Linked DNA regions of Mus musculus: regions 2, 3 and 4 are each linked to region 1. A link is a contact called in public Hi-C and HiChIP or PLAC-seq data. All regions are on one chromosome and are shown on one strand. The core of a region is the stretch at or near the end of the contact, and the rest is flanking DNA. Distances in the headings are between cores, read along the strand shown. Region 1 has its middle 110 kb from the start of Gm12519. Region 2 has its middle 5.7 kb from the start of Gm34628. Region 3 has its middle 140 kb from the start of Gm34482. Region 4 has its middle 120 kb from the start of Gm34482.

The links. A called contact is a pair of places that touch in the nucleus more often than the background predicts. HiChIP or PLAC-seq counts read pairs in DNA pulled down with a chosen protein or histone mark.
Region 2: a Hi-C map of tail fibroblasts shows a contact between it and region 1, with 3 times the contacts expected there. The contact joins two enhancer-like sites. A contact is called at or near these places in 1 of 484 Hi-C or Micro-C datasets (tail fibroblasts) and 3 of 115 datasets of contacts at active chromatin or transcription factors (astrocytes, cardiomyocytes and fibro-adipogenic progenitors).
Region 3: a contact with region 1 is called in an H3K4me3 HiChIP or PLAC-seq map of bone marrow-derived macrophages, with 4 times the contacts expected there. The contact joins two enhancer-like sites. A contact is called at or near these places in 2 of 484 Hi-C or Micro-C datasets (both in embryonic fibroblasts) and 1 of 115 datasets of contacts at active chromatin or transcription factors (bone marrow-derived macrophages).
Region 4: a contact with region 1 is called in an H3K4me3 HiChIP or PLAC-seq map of bone marrow-derived macrophages, with 4 times the contacts expected there. The contact joins two enhancer-like sites. A contact is called at or near these places in 3 of 484 Hi-C or Micro-C datasets (embryonic fibroblasts and uterus) and 1 of 115 datasets of contacts at active chromatin or transcription factors (bone marrow-derived macrophages).

What each region holds. Positions count from the first base shown.
Region 1 is chr4:56,112,206-56,116,952 of GRCm38.p6, forward strand. No RefSeq gene overlaps it. Among named protein-coding and RNA genes, the nearest start is that of Gm12519, 110 kb to the left of the region's middle. Within about 2 kb of position 1,851, at least 178 of the 459 cell types and tissues checked have an H3K27ac peak or open chromatin away from gene starts, as enhancers often do. A contact at or near this core is called in bone marrow-derived macrophages and tail fibroblasts, where this site is marked.
Region 2 is chr4:56,481,693-56,486,439 of GRCm38.p6, forward strand. No RefSeq gene overlaps it. Among named protein-coding and RNA genes, the nearest start is that of Gm34628, 5.7 kb to the left of the region's middle. Within about 2 kb of position 2,124, at least 33 of the 459 cell types and tissues checked have an H3K27ac peak or open chromatin away from gene starts, as enhancers often do. A contact at or near this core is called in tail fibroblasts, where this site is marked.
Region 3 is chr4:55,815,191-55,819,937 of GRCm38.p6, forward strand. No RefSeq gene overlaps it. Among named protein-coding and RNA genes, the nearest start is that of Gm34482, 140 kb to the right of the region's middle. Within about 2 kb of position 2,006, at least 28 of the 459 cell types and tissues checked have an H3K27ac peak or open chromatin away from gene starts, as enhancers often do. A contact at or near this core is called in bone marrow-derived macrophages, where this site is marked.
Region 4 is chr4:55,835,719-55,840,465 of GRCm38.p6, forward strand. No RefSeq gene overlaps it. Among named protein-coding and RNA genes, the nearest start is that of Gm34482, 120 kb to the right of the region's middle. Within about 2 kb of position 2,888, at least 13 of the 459 cell types and tissues checked have an H3K27ac peak or open chromatin away from gene starts, as enhancers often do. A contact at or near this core is called in bone marrow-derived macrophages, where this site is marked.

The sequences.
Region 1 (4,747 bases), core at 601-3,100:
ATTCCGTGTTTTAAAGATTGTATCAGTCATCTTTCCTGCACTGTGACAAAATACTTGGAATAATCAATGTATAGAAAAGAAAGAAAGATTCATTTGAGTTTACCATCTCAGAGGTTTCACTCTGGGGATAGGTGGATCAGTTGCTTTGGAGCTAGGAGAGAGGCAGACCCTCAAGCCTAAGACCATGTGGTCAAACTAAGTTGGTAACTTCATGGCAGCTGGTTGAGAGCAAAGAAAGAGAGAGGAGGGCCCCAATAATGCCCTCAGGAAACTCCCAATGGCCTCACTTCCTTTCTAAGGTCCCAACTCCTAAAGATCACCGCAATAACACCTCTATCTGATGACCAAACCTTTAGCATATGGATCTTCCGACACTTAAAATTCAAGTGCCAGCAAGACTCCTGTCTCTAAAGTTTGGAACTGTCTGATGTTGCCCTCCATAGCTTAACACAATCTTCTGGTAGCCATCCCCTCTTTTGAAAGGCCTTTTGTTAGTCCACAGAGTACAGTAAATACTTTATCTGCATATGTCCCTTTCTTCTTGTACCCACTGCTATAACATCTTTAACATTTATTAGCCATTTAACATCTTTATTTTTCCTTTATTTTTAAGACAGACAAGAGATTGGACCGTGTCTTCAACGTACATTTCTTTATCCTTAGCAGCTAATACACTATCTACATTTTTAAATGCACAAGAGTATATTTATTTATTTTTCTAATTTTTCAGTCTGTTGGATGACAACCAGATGAGTGTTGAATAAGTGGAGAAGATACAGAGAGTTTATAGACGTCATCCATCCTGCTTTAGAATGCTCAGGGTGGCTTTGGAACTCAGAAGAAAGGAGAGAAAGTATGCATGTTTTATCCTATTGGTTCTCTGCCATGAGTTTCAGGATGAATCTTTTAGTTACCAATTGCTATTTTATAAATGAAAACACTTTAGGTCAAGGTCATGCTTTCAGTTAACAGAAGAACTGACATTCCAATGTAAACCTCTCAGATGTGCGCCAACGCTCTTTCCGCTCCTCCCAAGGCTAAGCTGCCTCCTTACTGATGAAGGCAACAGCAACAGCACCTCATCTTCTCGTCCAAGGCACTTCACAGCCAGCACCTCCTTGGTGCTGGCATGGCAGTTGTCTCATGGGGGATGCGTTGAGCCCTCTGCTTTGTGACAGAGCCAGCTGCAGAAAGCACAGCCAACAGCTTCCAATCAAAGGAAATCCTGCAAAAACAGCTTCAGCGATCTCCTGGGGACTCTCCCCTTCACAGACCCTGGCAATAAATAACACGCAAAAGCCATCTGCCCATTGCCAAGGTGGACTTCAAATGGGGTGGGGCAACAGTATTAGAACCTTCCACTTGGCATGTGCACTGTCAGCCCATTCCAGAAATTAGTTCACAGGGAGTAGATGAAGGGAATGCCCACTTCCCCAGCAGCTGACTCGTGGGAACTCTGAGCTTGAATTAGCAGGAGGAAAATGCAGCTTGCTAGCCTTCAAAGACCATTTTCCCAGCTAAGCCTTAGACGGCTGCTTTGACATGTGTTCAGAACTACTCCCAAACAAGCACAAACACAGCAGACTCCACTGATCAGGGCTGCAGAGCTGAAGGATGGAATCTCAAGCATGATCTGTGAGAACAGAAAGTCCCAGCACAGGCTCCACGCAAGCTACTTTAAGCTCCAGCCCTGCATCCTGTAGCCAAGGATGGGTGGCCCCGGAGCAGGAAACTCTTGGCAGCCTGCACTGCGTGCTTTGCCTGCTGACAAGAGCACACCCTGGCCTTGGTTATTGCCCTTATAAAACAGCTCGAGGAGAATGCAAGCCAAACGTTTTCAATGTGCCTGGAAGAAGAATGTTAACTATGATTGCGCAGTCGAACAGTACAGTACTGCAACAACACGCAGCGTTGCTCAGGGGAGGGGCCAGGAGATGTGGCTCAGGCTTCCTGTGGCTTCCCTGCCCTTCTCCTTCCTGCCCTCAACAGCAAAGCTTCCCCACCGCTGCCCTGACAAGGCCCTCACAGAAGAAACCAAGCATTGGGGATTTTTATGGCTGTAATTAAGAGTCAGAATCCTTTCCAGCTAGAAGCTAATAATCTCATTTGCGTTATTTTAATTTTTTATTTTAAAAAGTCTCTTTATTCTAATTAATTCACAAACAAAAACATCATGGAGCTGGTTTAAGGAAGTCAGTAAAACATTTGCTATATCCAAACTTTATACATCCAAATGAACCAATGCTAAAGCTATGGAGATTTTTTGGGGGGAGGGGGCTACACATTCGCTATTAACTACACATTCTGTTCATATTTGCAACTGTTTTTTCACTATTTGACAATGAGATCGTTTGTGATAAAAGAGAAGCAAAAATTAAAGGCTGTAGAGGTCTTCATGAAGGATGTTGCCTATTAACATTCACCCTGTAGAAGAAACCTGGTGTGGTGTATGCAGATTTCTCCACATTCATGGTCTGTTTCTACTAGGCTTTGTGGAGTATTTCCCCATATTTTAACAAATCTCTAAATTGGGGAATTGCCACCCACAAGCTGAAGAGAAACAAGTACCACAGGATATTCCTACCAGAACATATAACCCAGTCAGCCTGCTCCTCACTCAGGAGCCAGAACATGTTTATTGTACTAAAATCTCACTCAGATCACACACACACACACACACACACACACACACACACATCATCATCATCATCATCATCATCATCATCATCATCTCAGTTTTAGTTCTGGGTTATTTTTTCTAATAATTTTAATGAGATTTAAAGAGGGTAATAAAAGCATGTGTTTGTCCCTCTAAAAGAGAACAAAACATCATCTTGCCTTACTTCATGATGAAGTATCACAAGGGTTTCAACCAAAGGAAAAGGACAGGTGACATCACTGTTTCTTGTTTCTCTGAAAATTTGGACCATAAAATAGAATAAATTAAGAACTATGGGAACGGGCTGGAGAGATGGCTCAGAGGTTAAGAGCACTACTGAATGCTCTTCCAGAGGTCCTGAGTTCAATTCCCAGCAACCACATGGTGGCTCACAACCATCTGCAATGGGATCCGATGCCTTCTTCTAGTGTGTCTAAAGACAGCTACAGTATACTCACATACATTAAGTAAATAAATAAAGGATTTTAAAAGAGAACTATGGGAACAATAGGAAACTATTACTATTTGATGACTACTTAGATAAGAGTAACAGTTGTCAGCACTATTAGGAATCTGGCTTGAAGAAATGGCCCAAAAGTTAAAAGCTTATACTGCTCTTTCTGAGAACTGGGGTTCAGTTCCCAGAACCCACAGTGTGTAGCTACTTAAATGAAACTGTAGAAGATTCAAAGAGAAGTATATAAAATCCAGAGAAGTTTTAAATTCCTAGATGAGATGACCAGATAAGGAAGCAATCTTCCTAAAATAATGTATAAGTGTAAAGGTAACAAAATAGGATTTTTTTCTTACATTAGGAAAATTGTTTATCCTGAGAATGCTGAAGGAGTGAGCAAATAGGCAAGCCAATGTTTAAAACAATGGGTATGTGGAAGAATTTATCAGAAAAAATGCTATTTCACATTGTGATCGCCGATGGTATTGTTAGAAAACTGGGTACTTATACCAGTAGAACGAAACAGAACTTCTAAAGTTAGCCATAAACACCATAGAACTTCACAATAATACTGAAAAATAGGAAATTCAGTGTGGGGTCTGGATAGACATCTCCGTGGATAAGAGTGCATGGAGTTCTATAGAGGATCTGAGTTTAGTTTCCAGAACCCACATCAGGGGGCTCACAAACACCTAAAACCCCATCTCCAGAGGATCCAGACCTCCATGGGCACTGTATGCATGTGCACAGACCCATATTTTACACACACACACATACACACACACACACACACACACACACACACACACAATTAAAAAACAAGTATTTAAGGAAGCCCAAAGTAGAAAAGGTTCAACAGTGATCAAGTGATCTTGGCAAATGTGTCTAAAATTAATCATCAGACAGATAAAAATTGACTTGATCTTCATCTTGTTTATTGATAAATTCAAATTCCATATGCTTTATATGACATCAAACATAATTATTATTAAAAGATTCAAAATGTAGTTAATGTCTCAATTACCTTAAAATTAGAATGTAACTTTTAAATATAAAATAAGTGGGAAATGAAAAATAATGACTCATTAATCACAAAACTTAGATTTAAAAAAATAAACAATATGTGGGCTAGTTCAGTTTGACTCAGGGTAGAATCATTTGGGAAGAAGGAATCTCAACTGAAAAAATAAGCCCCACAGGACTGACCTGTGGGCAAGCCTGTGGTATATTTCCTTGCTTGATAACTGACATAGGAGGACCCAGCCCACTATGGGTGGTGCCACCCCTAGGCTGCAGATGTGGTTTGGACTGCTATCAGAAAGCAGTGTGAATATCAAGCCAATAGAAGCACCATCTATGGCCTCTGATTTATTCCTGCCTACAGGTTTCTGCCCTGGACAGGTATGGTAGCTTCTATTGTGTAATACATGTGTATCACTTGTATACTTCATGAAAACTCTTTAACAGCAACTAAGCTTAACCTTAAGATAACAATGCATTAGCCCATTTTAACCCACTGCTAAGGTGCACAGTGAAATTGGTTATTGGTGTACATAAAGTGCAACTAATGAGAGTAATTGTAGTGATTTTCACAATGCCCTATATCATGTAAGCATATGTGCATTTGTGTAAGG
Region 2 (4,747 bases), core at 874-3,373, 370 kb after region 1:
AGGGAGCCGCCCTCCTGCTCTCCCGGTGTGGGACTGGCAGAGCAGGTTCAGGGCGCTGTGCTGGCAGCCTCAGAGGAGGATTAAACAGAACCTCCCTGCTTCAGCTTTGCCTTATTGCGGTGTTCTTGGGATTTCCCACTTTCTGCTCTTTACCGGTGGCAGAGTCCTTCTCGTGTAGCAGCCATAGACTCATGCTAGGACCCCCTTTTGTCGGTGACTCCTATTTTGCATCTGCCCAAAAAGCATTCCAATAACTCAATAGCTACTTTTTGGATCAGCATATGAGTATTTTTTTAACAAATGAAAATTTTTGACAGTTTGATATATGTATATACATCAAACTGAGATATATAGATATAGATAGGTATATAAATATCAAAATATCAAAATTTATATAGAGATATATAGATATATATGTGGCAATATTTCCCTCCTCATTACCTTCTGTTATTCACTTCCTATCCCTTTGAAGCCCCCTTTCCTGTTGATTCCTTAAATAGATGTGCTGTCAAATAGATGTGCTTCCTTCTAAATATTTATGTTTATATCAAGAGTCTTGTGCCTCTCTCAGCCACAGGCAAAGAAGCTCTGTTTTGCAGAAAGCAGTGGTTAATACGAAGACTCATATTTGGTCAAAGTACAGAATAATTGATTGTTAACTGTACATCACTCAACCAGACACACACACACACACCAAGCCCAAAGAAAAGATGAGATTTTGCTCAAACAAACAAACAAACAAAAAATCCATCCATTTTCTCTTCTGCATTAGAAAAGAAATGTCAGAAATCCTTGCCTTTGACTGATTAAGACCCCAGTTTGGTGAAAGGAGAACTGTACTTTCATGGTTGTTTCAACTGGCAGGGAATTATCATACAGACTCAGAAAGAAAGGGGAAGCTCAGAAAAACAATCTACTTGAAAAAAGCCGGGTGGTGGTGGCGCACGCCTTTAATCCCAGCACTTGGGAGGCAGAGGCAGGTGGATTTCTGAGTTCGAGGCCAGCCTGGTCTACAAACTGAGTTCCAGGACAGCCAGAGCTACACAGAGAAACCCTGTCTCAAAAAAACAAAAAAAAAAAAATCTACTTGAAAATTCTTGTCAGTAAGACAAACTCCATTTCTCCAGCCCAGGCCCTTCTGTGAACGCAGTCAGAGCCTGGGTGGAATTCTGAACAAGGCACTGACAAGAACAGGATCCTGACTTCAAAGGCACGGCAGTCCTGACTCACACACTGTCTTTTTAGTCTTCATGTGAGATCTGAAAGGAAGTCAAAACAGTCACTGTGTTTTTCCCAAATCTTCAGATTTTATAGGCTTCAACACTTGGTCCAACTGAGACCTTTGGAGTCCCAGCTCAGCCTACCACTTGTGCTTGCCCATGCATTTCTCTTATCTCCTTCTAGCATCCTAGATACTTTCTCCATCTTTTGTTTGTATGCACATTAGAATATGAAGCTTATGAGGACAGATTTTTTTGAGTGCTCAGGCATATACTTGCCTTGCACATATCAAGTGCTGAATAAACTTTACTCGGTGGATGAATTCATTACATGGCTCTGGGGATTTTGGTTACCCTCTTTGAACCTCAATTTTCTTTCTTATAATCTAAAGGAAGCCTGCATGGTCAGATTAAAGACTAAATATGCCCAACTCAGTCTAGACCATAATAATATGTGTCTGTTTTATTTATTCGATATTGACGATTTGGGGCTATCGGAGTCCTAATGAAGGTCAACAATCTCGATGTGGGGATGTCAGGGAAACCCATCCTGTCACAACCTAAAGAATGAGTGATAGAATGTCCTAGAAGAAAAGGGGGAAGAGCACAGACACGGTGGATGGCTAGGCAAAACTTTGAGCCTACAACAACGCACTCTAATTTTTCCTATTGTCTATGCTCTAAACTCCTGGATCAGCTTTGGGGGCCCTGATTCTAACCAACCAGAGGCAGGTAAATCTCTAAAGCCGCGGCAACATGAGCTTTCTCTTGCGGACACTGTTACAGGCTGGGCTCTGTGTGCTGTGAACAAATCGGCAGAGATGGAGGGGTCTGTGCAGTGACTACACCAAGTAAAACAAGAAGGCTTTCCACTCCGTGACACACCTATGACTCAGTCTGCCCGGACAAAGCTGGAGGTTAAGTTTCCTTGCCAAAGCTGCAAGGAGAAACATGACACCCTTTGCTGGCTAGGAGTAGAACACGCTTTATTAACCCGGCCTTAATTATATTCCATTTTGAGATTCAATAGTTTCGATTGCAACACTGCATGAAACCAGGGTGAGTTGCACCCCATGGTACTCCCATTGACAAAGTGCCTGGGAAGCAGTGACCCGCTTCTGCCAGCCAGTTAGGAAGGCAGTGTGGAACCTGTGCCCAGCTCTGGGGGAGCCCCTCAGATGGCTCCATCGTGACATGGCTGAATTGGCAGCCAGTTAGGTCAGGGAAACTCACTAGAAAAGTCAGAAGTGAATGTGGCACAACTTGTACGGTGTCATAAGTGACCAGGAACTGGAAATGCCACCTTCGCCACCCAGATGAAGTTCTTTTCAACTCATCATTCGCTTCTCTCTATTCTCACTTCTACAAGAAGACAGAAAATGCCCATTAACTCTGAGGTAGGCATATCAGAGTCAACGCTATCTGAAGTAAGGGAATGAATCATTTACTCTTTATTTTGAAGTCAGTTTCTCCACACATTTTGCCTGATGTCCTGTGTTTCCAGATCAAGACACCGAGACCCCTGTTTGCCCGAACAGCCGGTATCTACAGGGTAATCTTAACATCTTCCTAGTATTGACCACGTTCTTCCTTAGGTAACACACTGAGAGGTTTGTATAAATCCTTCATTGAAATACCACGATAGCTTTATGAGGTAAGCATGCACTTCCATTTGTCAAGTTCCCTCATTGAGAAAAAGGCAGAGATGGGGTTCAACTCAAAGCCCACACAGGCATCCTAACTGTGGTGTTCTACCTCTCCAGCTGCAGCCTGGAGAATCACACTGAGTCTGCATGCCCCAGAAGTCCTAATAGATGGTGGCCTCAGTGATGTTTGTTGATTAACTAGTTAAATAGATAGTCTTAAAAGGCCTTAGACTGGGAACAAAAGGGTTAGTTGGATATCAGCCCTGACAGCAGTATTCCAAATGGATTAGAGCCGAGACATCTTCCTGGGTGTTGGCCTTCCCATCTGAAGAGAAAATTGGATGGACTAGATGACCTCTGATCTGATCCGGGGTCTTCCCCCAAGTTCACCTGCCCAACCAGCATCCAAAGATGGCATTAGGGATCCTCCTGTTTCCCTGGCTTCTTCCCTACACCTGAGTCCACAGGCACACAAACAGACACTTATTCTGACAACACCTTGGCCCAATCTCCCATGAGTCATGTGTCAAGCTAGCCAGGGAGGTAGACATGCATATGAGTTACTGATGAAAACACAGGCTGGTGACTGTCTGCCGGAGGGGAGTGTAGTCAGCGCAAGCAGGACTCCTTTCTCCTGCAGGACTCAGACACGAAGAATGGGCTTTTGTGAGTGCAAGGCAACCCTCTCTTCAATCAGGGAAGCATTCAAATGCCCCAAAGAGCCTTCCTGCACAAAGCATCATTCAGTCATCATTTAAGTCATGTCGCTCAGTCAACTAGCACAATCCCCAGACAGACAGAGATCGTGTAAAGTGTTAAGTCAATAATTCTCACCTAAAGAATCCACAATCCTGGGTGAGACCACCATGACCCAAACTGGGTATGCAGGAGTGAACAAAGAAGGTGCTGCTTCTAGAATAGGCATGGGAAAGGAGGAGGCAGGGCTGAAGATGGGGACTGGCTCCTCAACAGACGTAGTATTGGAGCTTGTTTGCTTGTTTTTACTTGTTTTTGTTTATAAATTTCCATACGATATATTTTTATCATATTTTATCACCCACAACTCCCACTAGATCCTACCTGCCTCCTTGCTCACCTAACTTCATGCTCTCTTTCTTTCTCTCTCTCCAAACACAAAACTGTCTTGAGTGTTTCTCCTCATGCAGTATACCTACCTTTATATAGTTGGGTCTCTTGCTAGCCTAGAACTCACCAAGTAGACAAGGCTAGCTGCCTAGTGCGTCCCAGGGATCCACCTAGCTCCACCTCATAAGCATTGGGATTACAAGCAAGCACTACCTGTGCCCATCATTTTTTTATAGGTTCTGGGAATCCAACACAGGGCTAATGTTCACAAGGTAAGCACTTTACCAACTGAGCCATCGCCTCATCCAAGTTTTATGACTTTAAGTAGCTGAGAAAAGTAAGACTACTAATCTGTGACATTGACATTTTTAGTGTTAACGAATGGAGTTTTATTCAAACATAGTTGTGCGTATTTATTTCCTCACTGTCTGTATATGACAATAGCAGATTGCCTAGACAGAGATCAAATGGCCTGCAAAGCCTAAATTATTTACTCCCTGGTGCTTTATAGAAAATGTACACAGCAGCTCTGGTATAATGGAAATGTCTTGCCAACCTAGGTACAATGATGTTTGGGGTTTTTTTTTGTTTGTTTTTGTTTGTTTTAGAATTTGAAATCAAAGAGACAAAACCATGTGAATGTCCATGTTTTTGGGTTTTTTTCTTCTAGGAACTAAAGGGCTAACTTAGCCTTTGAGCCACACTAGCCCTTGGCTTTTGCTCTTCAAATACCAGTGTAGTGGACTTTTAAATGACCCAGATGTAAAGCAATATGCCCTGCCACTATACATGAGG
Region 3 (4,747 bases), core at 756-3,255, 300 kb before region 1:
CAACACTATACTAGGAACATGATGTTCTTTTCATGTGCTGTGTGGACTTGTGAGATGCTTCAGCAGGCGATGGCATTTGGCTCTAGCATTGCAAAAAAGAAGGTAAATAAATATAAATAAAATACCTTAAGTCACATACTCAGATGAAATTGCATATGAAATCCTTGTGAGCTAAATTCTATCCCACCTAAAAGTGGGAATCGTACTACAAAGTCATCCTCTAACCTCCATGCAGGTGCTATGCTATACATGAAACCACACACACAAAGCACATATTAGTAATATTTTTTAAAAAGTCATTAAAATAGGTTGTATATCTAAAATTCAAACTTTTCCATGTGCCCTGTACGACATTCATTCATGTTGAGAATTGTAATTCTGAAATGGAAATTAATTACAAATATATCAGCATATACACTGTTGTTTTTCATATTTGATGATCTAACTAAAGCTTTGGACTTCAATGAAATTTTCTCTTTTTGACCCCAAATACATCTTTTTGGCTGGAGCACACACTGGCATCAGAAAGAATTCTGTTGGCTGACTGTCTTTGGAGTCTCTTCATATCTATTCACACACACACACACACACACACACACACACACACACACACACACACCTGTGGTATATGCACACATGCACACACATATAAATATGCTAGTGTACACACAAAGACATACATAGCATATGCACACACATATGAGTGTGTGCATATATACATGCATGTACCCTCACACACATGCTCCTTCAATCCAATCTCGCACTTGCTTCTTTCCAGCCAGTGATTGCATGTGGCTGGTGGTTTCTGTGATTGCGAAATAGTCTTGAAATACCAGTGAAGAAAGTGTTCCTCCTGCACTTGTGGCCACCCCCCCACCAGGAACTTCAGGTTTCTTTCTGCCCCCTTGAGTAGGGAAGCACTCTTGGGGTGGCTCTGTGGAAGAAACGCACAGGCTGATAAAAGAGGCAAGGTACCTCCCTGCAACATACACACAGACAGCCCCTCTGTAGCTTCTGATGGTCCTTTGGTCCTAGTTGGAATTCTATGCATACTGGATAAAACTAGTCATGAATCAGCATGGGTAATACTAAGCCAATGCAGGGAGATGTGGGGAGACAGGAGCCCTGGATCTAGGCAGGGAGCCCCTCAGAAGCAAGCAAAGCTGAACAGCCTGTGCCTGGCGTACACTCAGCCCCATGAAGGAAGAGGAGAGCTTATCATAGACAGAAGTGAATCTGGAGGGAAGGATGATTCTGGAAGCTACCAGAGGGAACAGTGAACAATGATCTGAAGCCAGAGTAATGGTCAGAATTTCCTTAAGGATGGCTTTTCCAAAAGAGAAAGGGTGAAAGTCTATGGAAAGACTTGTTGGGCTCAGTATCCAGCTAGGAGATGACTTCTCTGTTATGTCTACTGTGCTGGCTATCAGAGAACCAAATAACAAGAAGCTACGTGAAAGGGTTGTGAGAACTGCTCTTTCTTCCTAGGTCTACTGGAAGCTCATGCATGACCTTGAGTCTCAAGGTCTATGTATATTTTGGGTTGTTTAAACTGATCCCAACAAGATGATCCAGGATTGACTACTTGTTATTTCTGCTTCTCTGAAATAGTTTCCCCATTCTCCTCCATTTCCCCCCCACACCCCTATCCTTTTAATGATTATCATTTAATAGTCTTCCATTGGAATACAGACTTTTAACAGCAGCAGAATGTATGGTTTTCTCATCTCTGATCTCCCAGAGAGCTTCAAATGAGACAACAAGATGTGCTCAACACACAGATCTAGCCAAATTTCAAGTGATGAATGTGTGTGTGTGTATGTGTGTGTGTGTGTGTGTGTGTGTGTGTGTACACCTAAGGAATACACCTGGTTCTATTTAGGGGACAAAGGTCCTTTGGACCTCACAGTCCAAGGTGACAGAGAGACAAGGAAACTGGTCATCTGTGTGAGTGAGTGGTGCTACCAGTGGTGGTAGAGAGCAGGGCAGAACTCTGCAGAAAGAAGTAGTGCATTTGCCTCTGCTGTTTCTCTGTGGAAGTGATATGTGGGGGTGTGGGGGACTTGGACTATTGAGGCAGCAAATAGAGGAAGTAAATGCTATCAAAATAGAGGAGCAAGGAGGAAATAAAAGTTCTCCTAACAGAAATGCAGAGAGGCTGGGTAAAGCCAAAGGTTGGACTACTTTTCCTGCGGGTTTTTGGAATTGGGATTACTCTCCAAAGGACAAAAATGATCAGGGAAGAGACCTCCCTTTGGCAAGTGTGACACTTGCTATTTGCCAAAAAGCAGACATGTAAGCATTCCTACATCCATCAGGAAGTATCCATGCGAGGTTGGGGAGGATGCTTCCAGAAGTTTTTTGTTCCTCTTTAGGCCACCTGGTTTGGCCACTACCGCAGATGAGGCTAGTCCCATGGTTGCCTTGTATACTCAGATCCCTATAGAGGGTATGGGGCCACCCATGCCAAAGTGTGCATCTGCACATCTAGGTTGCATAAGTCTATGGAGAAAGGAAGTGCTGATCTGAGAATAAGCAGCTAGGTTATAATCATGGCATGGGGCTTCCAGAGTGGGCTGTTTGCCATGGACTAGAAACATGATACATGCAAAATTTCCCGTTTCAATTCCATATGGACCTCCCAATTAGATCTTCCAGCATTTAGTCACAAATCCAGATACCCTTCTCCTGTCTAAGAATTTACAGCATAATCCATTTACCCTTCTGTTTGTTCATTGCTGTTGCACACTGTACTGCCACATATGTCTGTTGTCAGTAGATAGGCAATGGTTGACCAGATGGTTGGATGGATTCAGAAGGTGAATAATGATAATACAGAAAATCATTCCAAACAAATATAATGGAGCATTCTGTGAGCTATGTTATGGGGAGGGGATGTCTCAGGAATTCTGGGTCTCTGAAGATCTCTCTTCTCTAGATGAGGAAGGCAGTGAAGCACCCCAAAAGGTGAGAATGGGAAAAGGCAGGGGTGTGCTTAGTCCTGAGGTATGTTTCAGGGATAGGAAGCCATGACCAGAGTTGAGTAAATATTAGGCTAGAGAGGATAATGGAAGACGAAGCTTGAAGTCATGACACAGTGATGACATTTCCTCTTCTTATATATGGAAACAACACAGATAACACAAGGACTTTGTTTACATTGGATCTCAAGAGTTTCCTCTGGAAACTCTAGAGTTTTAAAATTGTTCATAACAGCCTAGAGTTTACTCTAATGTTCTCTTGTCATTATTAAAAGATTCTGTGTTTCTGCTGGACACTTTCAGATACTTCCTTTGTTTTTCTTCTATAGATGATAGACTACATTGGAGTTCTGTCATGTTTCTGTTTCTCTTCTGAAGTGCACAAAGTTGAGGATGATAGAAATCAGTCACAGTAGCCATTGAAACTTTATTGAACACCATACTCATTTTATTTAAATTGTGACAAAGATTGACAAGAGGCTAGTAGAACACTTTAGAACTCAGTAGCTCTTCACTCTCAACTCAGAGATACCTTCAAAAAAAAAAAAACCCTGTTTGAGATCATTTCTAATGTGTGTGCACAGGTATGCATATATGTGTGTGCATGTGTGTATACATAATTGGATGACAGAAGTCAATGTCAGGACTTTTTCTTGAACACTATCTTAATTTTTGAGACAGGGTCATTCGCTGCATCTTGAGCACACAAATTCAGCTAGGCTGGCTGGCCAGAAAGCCTCAGAGATCCTTTGTCTCTACCTTCTCATGACAGGCATTGCAGATGTGGGCCACCCATACTCAGCTTTTTATGTGGATCCTGGGAGCACAATTTGGTTCATCATGCTTGTATGGCAAGAGCTTTACTGACCAGTCCATCTCCTCAGTCCCCCTATTTTCTTAAATAAGTTGTTCTATATTGTCACCAAGGCAATTATAGGAAAAAATACCTGCAGCTGGGCATAAAATGATGACGTTTAAGTAGTTACCATGACATTTACTCTTTAGTGCACTTTTGCCTATAAAATTCCGGGGATCGAGAGACTTGTACACATAAGAAGAATGGACATTTGAGATTTGAATATGCATTAGATAGTACTGAACTGTGTTCCCTCAAACACAGTTTTGAAGTAATATTTTGAAGTCCTCATAGTACCTCAGAATGCAGCCTCATTTGGTAATAGTAATTATGGATATATATTAATTAAGATGAAACCATACTGAAGTAAATGGATCCTTAACCCAACGATGGGTGGCCTTGCAAGAAGACGGGATGAAGATACGGAGAGGGAACAACATTTGATGGCAGAGGCAAAGACTACCATGACACAGCCACAGTCTTAAGTGATGTCTAGATAGCCAATCCTGCCTGGCAGCTAGGAAGGGAAAGAAAGCATCGGTCCAGCATCACAGAGGATGCATGGTCCTGCTGCCACCTTGATTTTTAGCATCTTAGCTTATGAAAGAATAAAAGAAAGTATTACAAAATATCTATCATTTAAGCCACATAGTTTGTAACATTCTTTTCAGAAGCCATGAGAAATTCACTGTAGATATATAGTCTAAAAGAGATTGAGAGCTGTTGGATCCAACATTGCTGTCCCAGGTGCAATACTCTCACTGCAGTTAAAGCTTGAATCAGATCCTCAGGTAACAAGGTTCAGAGAGTTCTTGGGAAACATTTTTCAAGTACATTGCTGAGACCCATGGGTTCTCAATAATACCTTAATTAAACCAGGTTTTAAATTAGATGGGAAACTTCACAACAG
Region 4 (4,747 bases), core at 1,638-4,137, 280 kb before region 1:
TTTTGACTATTATGTGATGGAAGAAATTTCTTTTCTGATCCAATCAATTTGGAGTTCTGTAGGCTTCTTGTATGTTTATGGACATCTCTTTCTTTAGCTTAGGGAAGTTTTCTTCTATAATTTTGTTGAAGATATTTACTAGACCTTTAAGGTGGGGATCTTCACTCTCTTCTATACCTATTATCCTTAGGTTTGGTCTTCTCCTTGTGTCCTGGATTTCCTGAATGTTTTGGGTTGGGAGCTTTTTGCATTTTCTTTGACTGTTATATAAATGTTTTCTCTGGTATCTTCTGCATCTGAGATTCTCTCTTCTATCTCTTGTATTCTGTTTGCATCTATGATTCCTGATCTCTTTCCTAGGTTTTCTATCTCCAGGGCTGTCTCCCTTTGTGATTTCTTTACTGTTTCTATTTCTATTTTTAGATCCTGGATGGCTTTGTTTAATTCCTTCCTGTATTTGGTTGTGTTTTCCTTAATTCTTTTAGGGATCTTTGTTTTTCCTCTTTAAGGGTTTCTTGCTGTTTACCTGTGTTCTCCTGTAATTCTTTAAGTGAGTTATTAATGCCCTTCTTAATGTTCTCTATCATCATCATGAGATGTGATTTTAAATCAGAGTCTTGCTTTTCTGGTGTGTTGGGGTATCCAGGGCTCACTGTGGTGGGAGAACTGGGTTCTGATGATGTCAAGTAGCCTTAGTTTCTGTTGCTTATGTTCTTGCCCTTGCCTCTTGCCATCTGGTTATCTCTGTTGTTAGCTGGTTTTTCTGTCTCTGACTGTGGCTTGACCCTCTTGTAAGCCTATGTGTCAGTACTCCTAGGAGACCAGTTCTCTCCAGGAGGAATTTGGATAAGGAGAGCTGTGGTACAGGGTCAGCTCTAGGGTACAGATAGAAACTGGAAGGATCCTGTCCACAGCTGTTCCTTGGTTCCTGTGTCCCAATGGCTCTGGGTGGATCCCTCTTGGGCCAGGAATTTGAGCAGAAGTGGTGGTTTTATCTGTGCTCACATGTTTGTCAGCACTTCTGGCGAGACTAGCTCTCTCCTGGTGGTATTTGGGTACAGAGCGTTGTGGCACAGAATCTGCTCCTGGCGCAGAAGGACACCAGAAAGAAAGCTCCAGCTTCTTTTATCACTCTCTTCTTCTAAAGAGATTTCTAGTTCATCTTTACTTTCTCACATGGCTGCCATTCTCCTAAACAATGGGCATGTTCCTCTCTTTTTCCTCTACCATCTCATCTGCCTTGGATTTTCCAATGGACCTGGCATTGATTGGTGATATTTTTCTACCATGGAATCTTTCTTTCTTGATTTCTTTAGGTGCAAACTCTTCTGATGAGAAAAGATGTTTATAGGGTCCACCTCCAGAAATGCTTGTGATGGGAAGAATAACATGGAAGGCAAAGGGCACTGGAAAGAATGGCACCTGGGCCACCTTCCAGGGCACCATTCCATGGGTGAAACTTCTGGGAGTTGGAAATATGGAGCAGTCTTACATAGAAATCCTCCTATAACACTTTATACAATTTGCAAAAATGTAGACTGGATCTCTCACTCAAGTACAAAATGCCTTCCAATGGAAGTAGGGTAGTTTTGTTTTGTTTTGTTTTGTTTTGTTTTGTTTTGTTTTGTTTTGTTTTGTTTTCTAAAAGCCTTGCAAGTAATTGCCTGGTTCTTCTAAGTAGTTTAGAGGGACATGCTCAGGCAAGATTAGTCAGCTGAGCTGCTGGAACCAGAGTGTGTGGATGTAACATTCTTTACTTTGATGATTCATTTTCTTATCTAAATTAAAAATTCTTAGTAGTCCCCTTAAGTAGTTTATTGGCTTTTTGTGAAAAAAGCAACTGAATACTAAGTTCAAGAACCACAGAAAATAGGAAATACCTGTTTTCCCCTTTTATCAATATTTTATGAGCATTGGACAGTTGTTGGCCATGGGATTGAATTATAAGAACCTGCCTGAATAAAATTTATATTAAGAGAAAATCATTTTTTATCCACACCACCTCCCTAAATAAATATTGAGCAAGTGTTTAAAGGGTACTGTTGGGAGGTGACACAAATTAGGATCTTGCCAGCTCTTACCTCCCACCTCATAAAGATGAATTCACTGTGGTGGTGGAAAAAATACATCCTGAGAATGTGAGGAAGCAAACGGTGCTCACAGCTCAGACCAGGACAGCTGGGATTGGCAGAAGGGATGGTGGAAGTCGGGTTTGGGGAAAATAAGCTTTGGAGAAGCCTTGATTTTGCCTGAGAATCATGTGAGTGGTGCCAAAAAATGCTGCTGAATTCCCAGAGAACCAGTTGATTACAATATCCAGCCCAAAAGAAGTTGGTTACTTTGAGCTTCTGGGCGGTGGGGGGGGGGGGGAGCTAGCTCTTTTCCAAGGAGGATCAAGAACAGGGATTCCCAAATGGTGTTCCCAGACAGCCTATATCAATGTCACCTGGGAACTTGTAAGAAGTATGTATTCTGTGCCCACCCTCCCTTGGCCTACTGACTCTGACAGATGATGCAGTTGCCTGTGTTTAAAAGTCAGAGGCAGTAAGGCTGAGGCACACTGACTGAGAAGAAGCTGATCCAAATAGGATGCATTCAGGTGTCAAGTTGGCAAGGGGTAGGCTGGTGATGGCTATTTTTTATTGTGAAGTTGACTAGATGTAGAATTGCCTAGGAGTCACATTTCTGGTCTTTAAGGGAGCTAAAGAGAAACGAGAGCAGGAAAGGCCCACCCTCAGTGTGAATGGCACCACTCCATGGGCTGAGGTCTCAGACTGAATTAAAAAGGGAAAGGAGAAAGCTAGCTGAGCACCAACATTCATCCATCTCTGCTTCTTATTAACTGCAGAAACCATGTGACCAGCCACCTCACACTCCTGCTCCCATGACTCCCTTGCCATGATGGACTGTGCTCTCAATGTATGAGTCAGCATCAGCCTCTTTCTTCCTTATTTTGCTCTTGTCCAGTGTTTTGTCGTAGCAATGAGAAAAGTCACTAATAAAGTGCCAGGAGATGGAATACATGTGTAGAGCATATGCAGAAAACAATGGTGAGATCCTCAACCGTCAGACTTAGCAGAGTGCTTTAGTCAACCAGGGACTTGGCATTGGCTTCCAGGCACACTGGAAGAAAGCAGTGTAAAGGAAGCTTCAGACTTCTTCCATGGTATGAGAAACACAGCTGGGGTTTCTCCCCCAGTAGGAAGAGGAGACCTTGCCCTAATCTGTAGACCTCGATGACAACAGAGAGAAAGTCTTGCTGCTTATATTCCTGCCTTTGTCTAAGACCCATGCTCAGCATGGGAACACTGAGGACAGTCAGCTCCTCCTAGGATTCACTGACCTTAAAAAGGGCGAAGAAGAGAAGGTGATGTCCACAATAGGGGCGCTGCATTGCCTGGTTGAATTGTTTTTGTCCCATTCAGTAAATATTTCCAGCATACACAGTCTGAGCCAGTCCTTGGCTAGCTACTAGGGAACAGAACAGGTCACACAGACAACCTGGTCCTTAGTGCATGTGCTGTAGAAAGGATTTGTTGTTGATGAAGGAAAATCCAGGGAACAATGTGTGGGCCACAAAGCAGCACCTGTAAGATGCCTTAATTAGGATGAGGACCGATTTGACAGCAATACCATTAACCATTAACAGTTGTGCCAGAATAATAGGTGTCAATAGGGATGTTTCATGGTCATGGTGTCATGCTGTGTAGAGATAGCAATATTGACTGGTAGGGGTTGGGGATCCAAAGCATGAGCATTGCACCACATTTGGTGTGCTGTCTTTCCAAGATTCCTCTGTATGTAACATGCCTTAGCACACCAGTTTCTAGAATCAGTACTAACCATAGTCAGAGGAAGGAGGCAGCAGCTTCCACCCCATAGAGAGCACCGTTCACTCCCATGAGGAGCCAGCTATAGCTTCAACCTCCACTGGCTTCTTTCTGCTTGGCTGCTGTCCCCAGCCCTCTCTGACAATCAAATAGTACAATGTTGGGCAGATTTCAAGACTTCTGGGGGTGTCCTCTGTCTCTTCTAATTTTGCATAGCCATGTTTTAGGAGGCTATTCCAGCATACTCAGGAAGACCTCTTTTCTTCTCTTCAGATCAAAGTTACATTCTGTATATCTGTTATACAGGACCTTTTGCACTGACGTCCTTCTGATTCAGTTACCAGTGTCCCTATTCAGTAGCCACCAGGTGATGTGAAAGCATGATTAGACTATTCATTTATTTTTTTAAACTGTTATTTACTGTAATTGCATGTGTGTATACATAGGGTATGTGTGTATGTGTATGTTTGTGTATGTATGTGCGCACACTCGCATACATTAGCATGTGTAACCGTAAGTGTGGGGGTCAGGAAACAATTTTCAGATGTTTGTTCTCCCCTCCCCCCACCTCGCTCTGGAGGCAACATCTGTCTTGTTCCCACCATGCTACATTCCCTCCAGGTGAGTTAGCCCCTGAAGCACCCAGGCATTTCTCACATCACTGCTACCCTCTCTTGCAGGATTACAGTTGCATACTACTGCATCCATTTGCTTTAGTTCTTGTTCACTGGTCAGCCACTGGGGACTGAGCTCAAGTTTTCCTCCTTGTTTGTGAGGTATGGAGGCACTTCTGCCTGCTAAGTTGTCTCACTGGCACCTTCTTAGCCTATTTGATATCAATAAGACTACGTATACTGTTTCAAGAACCTATCCTCTGTCCTCTACTGACTCTGTCATCTGAAAGCTGAGACCTTATT